Linked DNA regions of Mus musculus: all the other regions are linked to region 3. Evidence: chromatin contacts called from public promoter capture Hi-C data. All regions are on one chromosome and are shown on one strand. The core of a region is the stretch at or near the end of the contact, and the rest is flanking DNA. Distances in the headings are between cores, read along the strand shown. Region 1 holds the start of Tbck (TBC1 domain containing kinase). Region 2 holds the start of Tifa (TRAF-interacting protein with forkhead-associated domain). Region 3 holds the start of Rrh (retinal pigment epithelium derived rhodopsin homolog).

Region 1 (2,894 bases), core at 105-2,604, 2.9 Mb after region 3:
GCCTTGGAAAACCTTCTATGGCTTTCACTCCCCCTGATTAGCCCACACTCTCTGTCTGCATCATGAATCCCCTCTCTCAGTTCTGAGCCCACAGGCATTGGTCAGACCCCTTCATACTTTGGTAAGTTTCTGTTGCATGGCCTTCGCAATGGCTTGGCCTTATGACTGACTGTACTTCTTGAAGGTTTTCTCTATTGTTAATTCTATTTGTGTCACCTCCTTCCTAGAAAGCCATCTTTTCCTTGAGAACCTTCTCTGGCAACCATGTCAAATAATCTACCTTTTTTTTTTTATGGCTTAATACCTTTTCTGTGCAGTACTTATAATCTAAAATATTTAAGTATAAAATGCCAACACTAAAAAGCGTTTAGTGCTTGTTGCAGGGAACCCAAGCTCAGGGCCCAGCACTTACACAGGAGCACACAATCACAGGTAACTCCAGGTCCCAGGGGTCTGATGCTTTCTAGCCTCCGCGTTTACCTCCACACAAGTTTTGCACAAAAACTCACTCGGGCATGAACACATACCCATAAGTAAAACATATCAATATTAAAATACAGAGTGTTCACCTTACTTTTAATGCTGTACTTCAACAATAAGCCCTAGCCGAGAGGCAACGACTGGGATTTTTGTCCGTTTCGTTGACAGTCATTTCTACTTAGTTTATGGATCTTTACCCAATAACTAAACTGTTGCCGGGAGTATAGTGGTAGCTGGTGTTTCTAATATCTGTTGAAATCAAGGAATCTCCTTCTTCAACCCGTCCTCACGTACAAACACTGGAAATCCTTTGCACTCTCACTTAAAAGGAAACAAGGTAATGCATTCACCCCCTGCCTCCAGTAGCATGCTCTCCCTCGGCCACGTATTCATTGCCCAAACTAAGTTGAATCAAAAGGGGGCACGTGGGTGGAGGTTTTGACCGCGCTTCCCACTACTACACAGAAGGTCAGGTTCTTTTTCCCGGGTGAGAAAGGGAAGAACTCTGGATCGGGACACTCACATGAAGCGGTGACCCAACCGCAGCTCTTGAGCAGCCTCAGCCGGGAGAAGGAAGGGCCAGCCTCCCGCAGTCCCCGGCAGCGAGAAAGGACCCAGGAGGCTGTCCCTGATAAATGCCTGAGCGTTTCACAGTTTCACCGCTCATCGGCCGTCCGCTGCCTGCGCCAGCTCTCTCCCTGTACCACACTGAGCTCCCATCTCCCATTTCCTTCCTCCCTCCCTCCGATCTTCCCTCACTTCTTTCTCACTCGCTACATTTGGCTGTCTGTCTGGGCAAGGGACAGGCGGCCGGAAGTTTTGGGGTCTTCCCCCGGGGTTGCGTCTCGGCGATGTGACGTCATGAGCAGTGGCCGACCCGAGGCGGCGGCGGGGGAGGGGGTGCTGGGCGCTGTCAGTGGAGCGAGGTGCGCGCTCACCCTCGGGTTCTGAGCCGGGGACCCGGGAGGCCCGCGCGGACGGAGGCGTGTCGCTCCGGCTGTCACCTTCCCTAGGCGGCCTCTTGTAGACGCGCCTGAAATGCAGGACACGGCCCACTAAGCACTGCCAGGCATAGCTTCCGCGCTTAGGAGCTCAACCCCCCAATCTCTGCGTCCCCAGATTCAGGCAGGTATTCTGGTGTCGCCGCTTGCCTGGCGTTAGTGGGTGGGACTTGTGGGACAATCAGGTACTGTGAGTGACCCGGCCATTCTGCAGGAACCCATAGAACCAATCTGTGGAGCTGCTTGCTGTTGTGTTTGTCTCCAAACTTCCTTCTCCCTGAAGCCCAAGTTCACCGAGTCTTAGAAATGCAAATACGATTTTACTCTGGATAAAATCCACGTCTCCCCACTACCCCTCTTTTTTCCCCCCTTTTCTCCTCCTCCTCCTCTTCTTCTTCTACATTTTCGACTCACGTGAGTCATCTCCAATCTCTTTAAGAGTTTACATTGTGTCTTGTTCATTATAGGTGCAGGCCATGTTTGTGGTTTTCAGTGTTCTGGCTACAGAAACGTCAGACTTAACGTAGAAGTTTCAAAGTATTCCCTGAGTAAATTTTCCAAGCCAACTACCTGCCTACATGGCTTTCTCTTGTAATCTCTGACTTCATCGTTTTCATTTTTCACTCTCTTCTAGTTACCAAGTGTGAGCACCTGTGTGTGTGTGTGTGTGTCAATTTTTTGTTCGTGAGCTTCATGCACACCAGAGAGATAGACTGATACTGAAATTTGTTTTCTTGCTTGTGGTTTATCTTTTTGAGTCATAAACACTTGTCTGATTTTTCAGTTGTATGTTATTTAATGTCTATAACGGAAAATCTAATATATCATTGTAAAAGTTAAATATTAAAATGCTGAGGTTATGTCTCACCTTTCCTATGACTTCAAGCCTGCTATGTAGATATAACTTTCTGTAATTTTGCATCTACTCATTGAATAAGAAGTTAAGATTCAAGTAGACTTAAGCTAGCTCACAGTATCGACAAGATTCAGAATAGTGGTCATAACTATTTTCACATGAACTTTTGAGTATGTGTTTTGACTCCTCTATTATGATGAGAATAGCACTGGCTCTCTCCATTTATCACCAAGAAAACAAATTCGCCTGTGTTACCAAGTTTTCAGGTCCATTAATTCTGAAAGCCTATGGGAGACTTTATTTGGCTCCCAATGAACAGAGGAGCCTTGTGCTCTACAGGCTTCTTGTAGAGCAAGTCTGAGGTGTGCATTGGATATGAAGTGGTTTGCATCAAAACTTTTCGTAAAAACAGGATGGGCATAACCGATCTGTGGTGGAACTAATGTGTATATCCTTTTTATTATAAAGAGCACACATTAATTTCAATTGTCAAACCAGATTGAGGCAGTCTAGGGTTTCTCTCCTGGTCAGTCATCAAATGCATATGGCTATTAGTA
Region 2 (2,700 bases), core at 17-2,516, 2.0 Mb before region 3:
TGTTATTTCTCTACTTGTGTTAATGCACTTTGACCATGTCCATCACTTTATTACTCCCTTATTCGTCACATTTTTTTCACATGTTCTTCAACTCAGCTTTGAAGATTAAAGAGTTCAGATGGAGCACAATCATGACGCTAGGATTCACAGGAGGCAGAAGGGTCTTGACTTGGAAGCTAGCCTGAGCTACATGACAAAACCTTGTCTAAAAAGAAAACCGTTAACAAGAAAGAGATCTGAGAGCAGAAACTCCGATTTTTATGTTACTTTATTGCCTGGGTTTATTTGGCACAATCACTTGGCAATGTCTTATCTTGTACCTGCTTTGATACAGCTCAATCGAAAGAAGATTCCGTGGCTGTCTCTTCTTCCAAGAAGGAATAATAAACGTTGATCATTAACCAACGAAATTACATCCCTTACTGGAATCTGCCTCACTTAAATGTACTTAAGTCCTTTCCCAGCCGAGGCTTCCCAGCAGAATTGGGGGGGGGGGGGAGGCCCTCCAGTAGACTGACAACAGTGCAGAAGCCACATCATTTTATTGTCCCAGAAAAAGACCTACCTCCCCTGACATTAAGGACAGAGTCCAGACAAATAAACAGTTTCCATGGAAAGACTGTGGGAATTGCTATTCAGGTTCCCAAGCAGAGGGGACGACGGAACGGACAACTAGAACATCCTTGGCAACTTCTACAGTCACTCTGGTTCTCTTCGCTCTGCTCTCCATCGCTCTTCTCCCTAAATAGAAGCCCTCTCCTACCTCTCTCCACAGCTGCCTTCTGTATTTCCATCCCAACCTCCTTGAACTTCGGAAATTAGTGTCCGGGTATCCAGTCGGTCCTCTGAAAGACCCTCACGAGGCTGTTGCCCCTGTCACCACTCAGCACTAGGTGTTGGGCGAAGAAAGGTTGGTTAGCCGGAAGTGACAGGTGAGGAGGCTTCTGGACGGCTTGTGCGCAGGGTGGCAGCATCCCGAGGAAGGTTCCAATCCTGTCTGGCTGGACTCTCATCCGCTCCCCACGCCTCGGGTTGAGCAGAGAGTAGCCACTGCCTCCCAAGGCCCGAGATCAGGCGCACATTCTTAGGGTCCCCAACGAGTCCTCCAACTGCCTGCTGGTCCACCACCCCACAGCAGCTCTTAATCTGGAACCGACCCAGTTCCTTTCTTCTCAAAGCCCAGCTCCCGGGTCACATGCCATCTAGAGCTGCCTCTTGTTGGAGAAGGTGCGGTCGCCCCGGGTGCCCGGCGACTCAAACCCGGTCAGTCAGGAGACCTCAGAGAGGCGACAGGGGGCAGGGCTTCCTGTGGAAAAGGGCTGGACGGCGGCGGCAGCCTCTTGCCTGGCTCTGCGGGGCTTTCCTCCCGGCAAGGGCTTTGCCGAGGTCACTCGCGCGAGGCCGCTCTTGGCGCGCCCGTGGGAGGCTCGGTGGCGTGGGAGGACCAGCGACCTGCGGATTCCTCGAGCTCCCACGGCGCTGGCAGCGACGGTCCCCCACCCCCACCCCTATCCCCAGGCTTCCACCAGAAGGCTCCGCAAGACTCACGGACCTCCAAGTCCCCAGGTACCTATTGGTCACCTGTTTAGCTTGAGAGTGGGGGACTGTCGCTTGCCTGCTTCTCTCTCTCTCTCTCTCTCTCTCTCTCTCTCTCTCTCTCCCTCCCTCCCTCCCTCCCTCCCTCTCCCTCTCCCTCGCTCTCGCTCTCTCTCTCCTTGGCTTGGTTTACAGGCAGTCTTGCACTATATACTAAGGAAAGGTTGAAAAAATATATAGCCAGCGCGATCTTAAGCTTATGAAATACGTGATCTTTATAAAATAAGGGAGGAACCGAACAATACTGGGGGAGGGGAGCGGTGTGTGTGTATGTCTTTCCTCTCCTATTCTTGCAAACTTTTCATCCAATCGGAAACTAGAAGGATGCCGCTTGTGCATTCTGGCTCACTAGCCGACATCCCGGTCCCCCGCCGTCACATGCTGTTATTGAACTTGGGAAATATCCCAGTCCGGAGTGCACAAGCCTCTTCCAGACCCACCTCCCGGCCGTAGCCGGGTCACAGGAAAGCCCAGCGTCGTTGTGATCCGGGATTTTCCAATTTTCCCAGAGGATTCGCATCCGGTTGCTGGGAGAGGCTCCGTGGGGGGTCCGCGGCCAGGGAGGGGAGTGGGGCCGGGGTGGGGATAAGAAGTGGAGGGTGGGCAGAGCGAGAATCGCCAACGCTGGAAAGCGCTGAGCTTGCCTGACGCTCTCCTCTCCGTACTTGGTTGCCCCCACTCTCTCTGAAAGATTGGGAACCAGAAAGGCTGCTGAGTCGGCAGTGCAGGTCTGCTTTGGTGTAAAATTCGCGGACAAATGTCTTCTAAGACACCCGGTGGGGCCATGGCAACTGAGGGAGTTGGGCAAGAGAGTAAAATTATCTTTTGTTTCTTCCAAGTTTCTCTTCCCCTTCTGCCAGCTCGGTGTCGGGTGTTTGTCAAGAAGAGAAGCTTTTTTGCAAAAATAAAAACTCCCTTCTTGTAATCACAATCGCTAGCATATCGACTCAGAGGAACCTCCATTTACAGCAAATTCTAAAAACGTGAGAAACCTTGATGGCATGCGTGACCCCTACCCAGGGGAGCCGTGCAAACTTCCCTTTAAACCGTTTGGACACCTGGCTCATTTTAGTAAAAACATCTCTGCGTAGCTTCTCATCTGTG
Region 3 (2,701 bases), core at 94-2,593:
CCTTAGGAAATTTCCTTCCCATACTAATCTCATGACCAGTTTTTTTGTTTGTTTATTGTTGTTGTTGTTTTAGTGTTTGTTTGTTTGTTTGTTTGTGACAGTCTCCCTATGGAGCCCAGGTGACTCTGGAATCCTTAGCAATTCTCCTGTTCCAGGCTTCAAAATGCCAGATTAATGTTAGATTTCCCCTGTCACATATTTAATGGAGCCAAAACTTGTATACAGTGCCTCTGTGTAGTGTAATTCTGGAATTGGGGGCTCACTTTTTGCCTCTTACCACCCAGAAGTATTCAAATGAACTAGTTACGGTACCACTAAAATTAAAAGGAAATTGTTATCTATAGCCCACGTCAACTATGAGGTAAAAATAAGTAGTTATGAAGACACATGGAGATATATTTCTCACTGTTTTTGGAAACACACTTGAATTTTTCATAAATGTCAATCCGAAAAGCAATGAACCCAACATAACAGTTACTAAAACTCGCCACTTCTGTGAAGTTTGAGATCAAGTAATTGCTGGTTATAAAAGTCACACCGGCCACTGGTACAGTTTCTGTCATTTCTCTCCTTTTCAACAAACAAGCCTTCATCTCAATCTGATAATTTTATCAACAAGAGCATACCTTGTACCCATGTCCCTTAGGGGCCTTGATTATATATACTCTTCATAAGGAGCTCAGTGGATCCCTGATTCTTATCTTCATTTTGCAAAGGAGACCGTGCAAGAGTAAAAAGCTGAAATCCCTTGGGCCCACTTTCAAAGCTGCCGCCTCCCGTGGCTGCCTGCGGGAGGAGCTGAACTTACACACCAGATCTGCAGCCTCTATCTTTTGCTTTAAACTTCAGCGTTTCCTCTAGTACGTTTTAATCGTGAGCTATTTCCTACCAAGAAAACTGCAAATTATGCATGAGAGTCATAAATGATAGAAAGCATGCTTTTAACCACGATGCACACTCTGCTCATGAATTTAAGGTAAAAACCAAATATACGGACAAGTTTTATTTTAAAGCTTCATTTGATACAAAGTTTTCTTGTCCCTCTTTGCTCAAAAACCTTCCGTCAGGAAGCAGCATATTTTCCCATGTCCATTTTCTGATTGTTACAACCCCAGCCCACCCCATGTTTGAGCTAGCCTGCATCCTGCACCCTTGTGCCCACCACCTCAGTTCTTCTCCCACCCGAGAAGCAGGTCACTGAATAAACACCCGTACCTGCCACAATCAGGTAAGCCGCTATGACGCTGTGCTCAGTCCTTGAAAAGACAGAACCTTCGCTCCTAGAGCCCGAGCTGTTAAAATCCGAAGCCTCACTCAGCATTTTGGAAAGTCAAGACCACCTTTGAAGCAGCCCTCAGCAATGGTGATCGGTCAAGAATGCTCTTTCAGAACAAATCATTTCCGCTTGTAGACCTCAAAGAAAGGCCTTTTCACAAAGACTGTCCATTAATACATAATTGGGCTGAAGAGGAAAAGATTTTAATTCTTAGAATGAGAGAAAAATCTCCTTAGTAAAACAAAGAAATTCCAACCGCCTCACATCTTAAGCACTTTAGGTCCAGGCTTGTATTTATAAGCAGATTACCAAGTAAACACATCCTAGTCTAGCAAAAAAACCACAGGCAAACCCAACTCCAAAAGCAGTCCCTGAAATGAGCTGTTCCGTTATCTTCTGTAGCTATTCAGGTGAGGGACTGCACCTTTGTACTAGAGATCCAACTGTTAACACATTACACACTGGTTTTTTTTCATCTCAGGTCCGTGTGTGTGTGTGTGTGTGTGTGTGTGTGTGTGTGCGCGCGCGCGCGCACGCAAACATGTATTTTCCTTAGCAATAACACTATCAACTCCCATACTTCTAAATCCCTGGATGAATGACACCAATATTGCCTGAGCTAAGAGTTTGAGGTTCTTGCCACTTCTTTCTTTTTAAACAAAAATGAGGTCATCTGTTATATGTAACCAGTATGTCTGTCTGTAACGCACACATGATGAAGCCTGTTCCCCCTAAATACCATCCCATAAAACCCAGTTCGGCTGTAATAGCCAAGTGTTAAATGTTCTACAGCATGGATACACCACGCTCTATGCCACCTTGGTTAATTCTGTATTTTGACATTCACGAGCTCACATTAGTCAACCACTCAACTTAGCAAGGCCACGATAATCCTGATAGTCCGTATGGACACATAAAAACCTAGTGTGAACATGCACAGTTAGGATAAAGAGGAACCTAGGCTACCTTTTAACATCATAATTCCCAAGTTTAGACAGTAGAGCTTCAAAGCAAGGCTCAAGTCACAATTTCTGTATAGTCTAATAGAACCACTAGAGGGCGTATCTGCTCATCACGGGTTCTCTAGAGGCCTTCTTAGTTGCAGTTTTCAGTCTAGGGAACAGGGTGGCCTACCTGACCAGTACTCCAGTGTTCTAAAATGTGAATACCTTAAAAAGAACTTACACCAGGAATCTGAGCCTACTGTGTAAATCTCAGTACCTCAAAGTTCGGGTAGTGGGATTGACTTGAATTTGATTAGAACTGAAATCTTTCAACCAAACCCCAGAGACACAGGGGAGTGAGACACAGCAATGTTTAACTAGTTACGTAGCGTAAAAGGGAAACCACACTATATAACCCTAACAGCCGAGGTCAGCCATGGCTACACAGAATCTGAAGTCAGTCTGGGATATCAGTGTGCAA

Evidence for each region. Promoter capture Hi-C pulls out the DNA fragments that hold promoters and counts their contacts.
Region 1: a promoter capture Hi-C map of pre-B cells shows a contact between it and region 3, with 8 times the contacts expected there. The contact joins the promoter of Tbck here to the promoter of Rrh in region 3. A contact is called at or near these places in 4 of 39 promoter capture datasets (hippocampal neurons, liver and pre-B cells), 3 of 484 Hi-C or Micro-C datasets (CD4 T cells, CD8 T cells and regulatory T cells) and 2 of 9 other capture datasets (adipose tissue and liver).
Region 2: a promoter capture Hi-C map of liver shows a contact between it and region 3, with 7 times the contacts expected there. The contact joins the promoter of Tifa here to the promoter of Rrh in region 3. A contact is called at or near these places in 8 of 39 promoter capture datasets (the 3T3-L1 cell line, the C10 cell line, embryonic stem cells and 4 more), 1 of 484 Hi-C or Micro-C datasets (liver), 1 of 115 datasets of contacts at active chromatin or transcription factors (large pre-B cells) and 2 of 9 other capture datasets (adipose tissue and liver).

Annotation. Positions count from the first base shown.
Region 1 is chr3:132,682,790-132,685,683 of GRCm38.p6, forward strand. It overlaps Tbck (TBC1 domain containing kinase), which reads left to right and starts at 1,355. Exons shown (of 26, transcript NM_001163455.2): 1 at 1,355-1,605. It overlaps Aimp1 (aminoacyl tRNA synthetase complex-interacting multifunctional protein 1), which reads right to left and starts at 1,090. Exons shown (of 7, transcript NM_007926.2): 1 at 1,004-1,090. The coding sequence starts at 1,005.
Region 2 is chr3:127,788,606-127,791,305 of GRCm38.p6, forward strand. It overlaps Tifa (TRAF-interacting protein with forkhead-associated domain), which reads left to right and starts at 1,267. Exons shown (of 3, transcript NM_145133.4): 1 at 1,267-1,566.
Region 3 is chr3:129,821,162-129,823,862 of GRCm38.p6, forward strand. It overlaps Rrh (retinal pigment epithelium derived rhodopsin homolog), which reads right to left and starts at 1,344. Exons shown (of 7, transcript NM_009102.3): 1 at 1,216-1,344. The coding sequence starts at 1,321.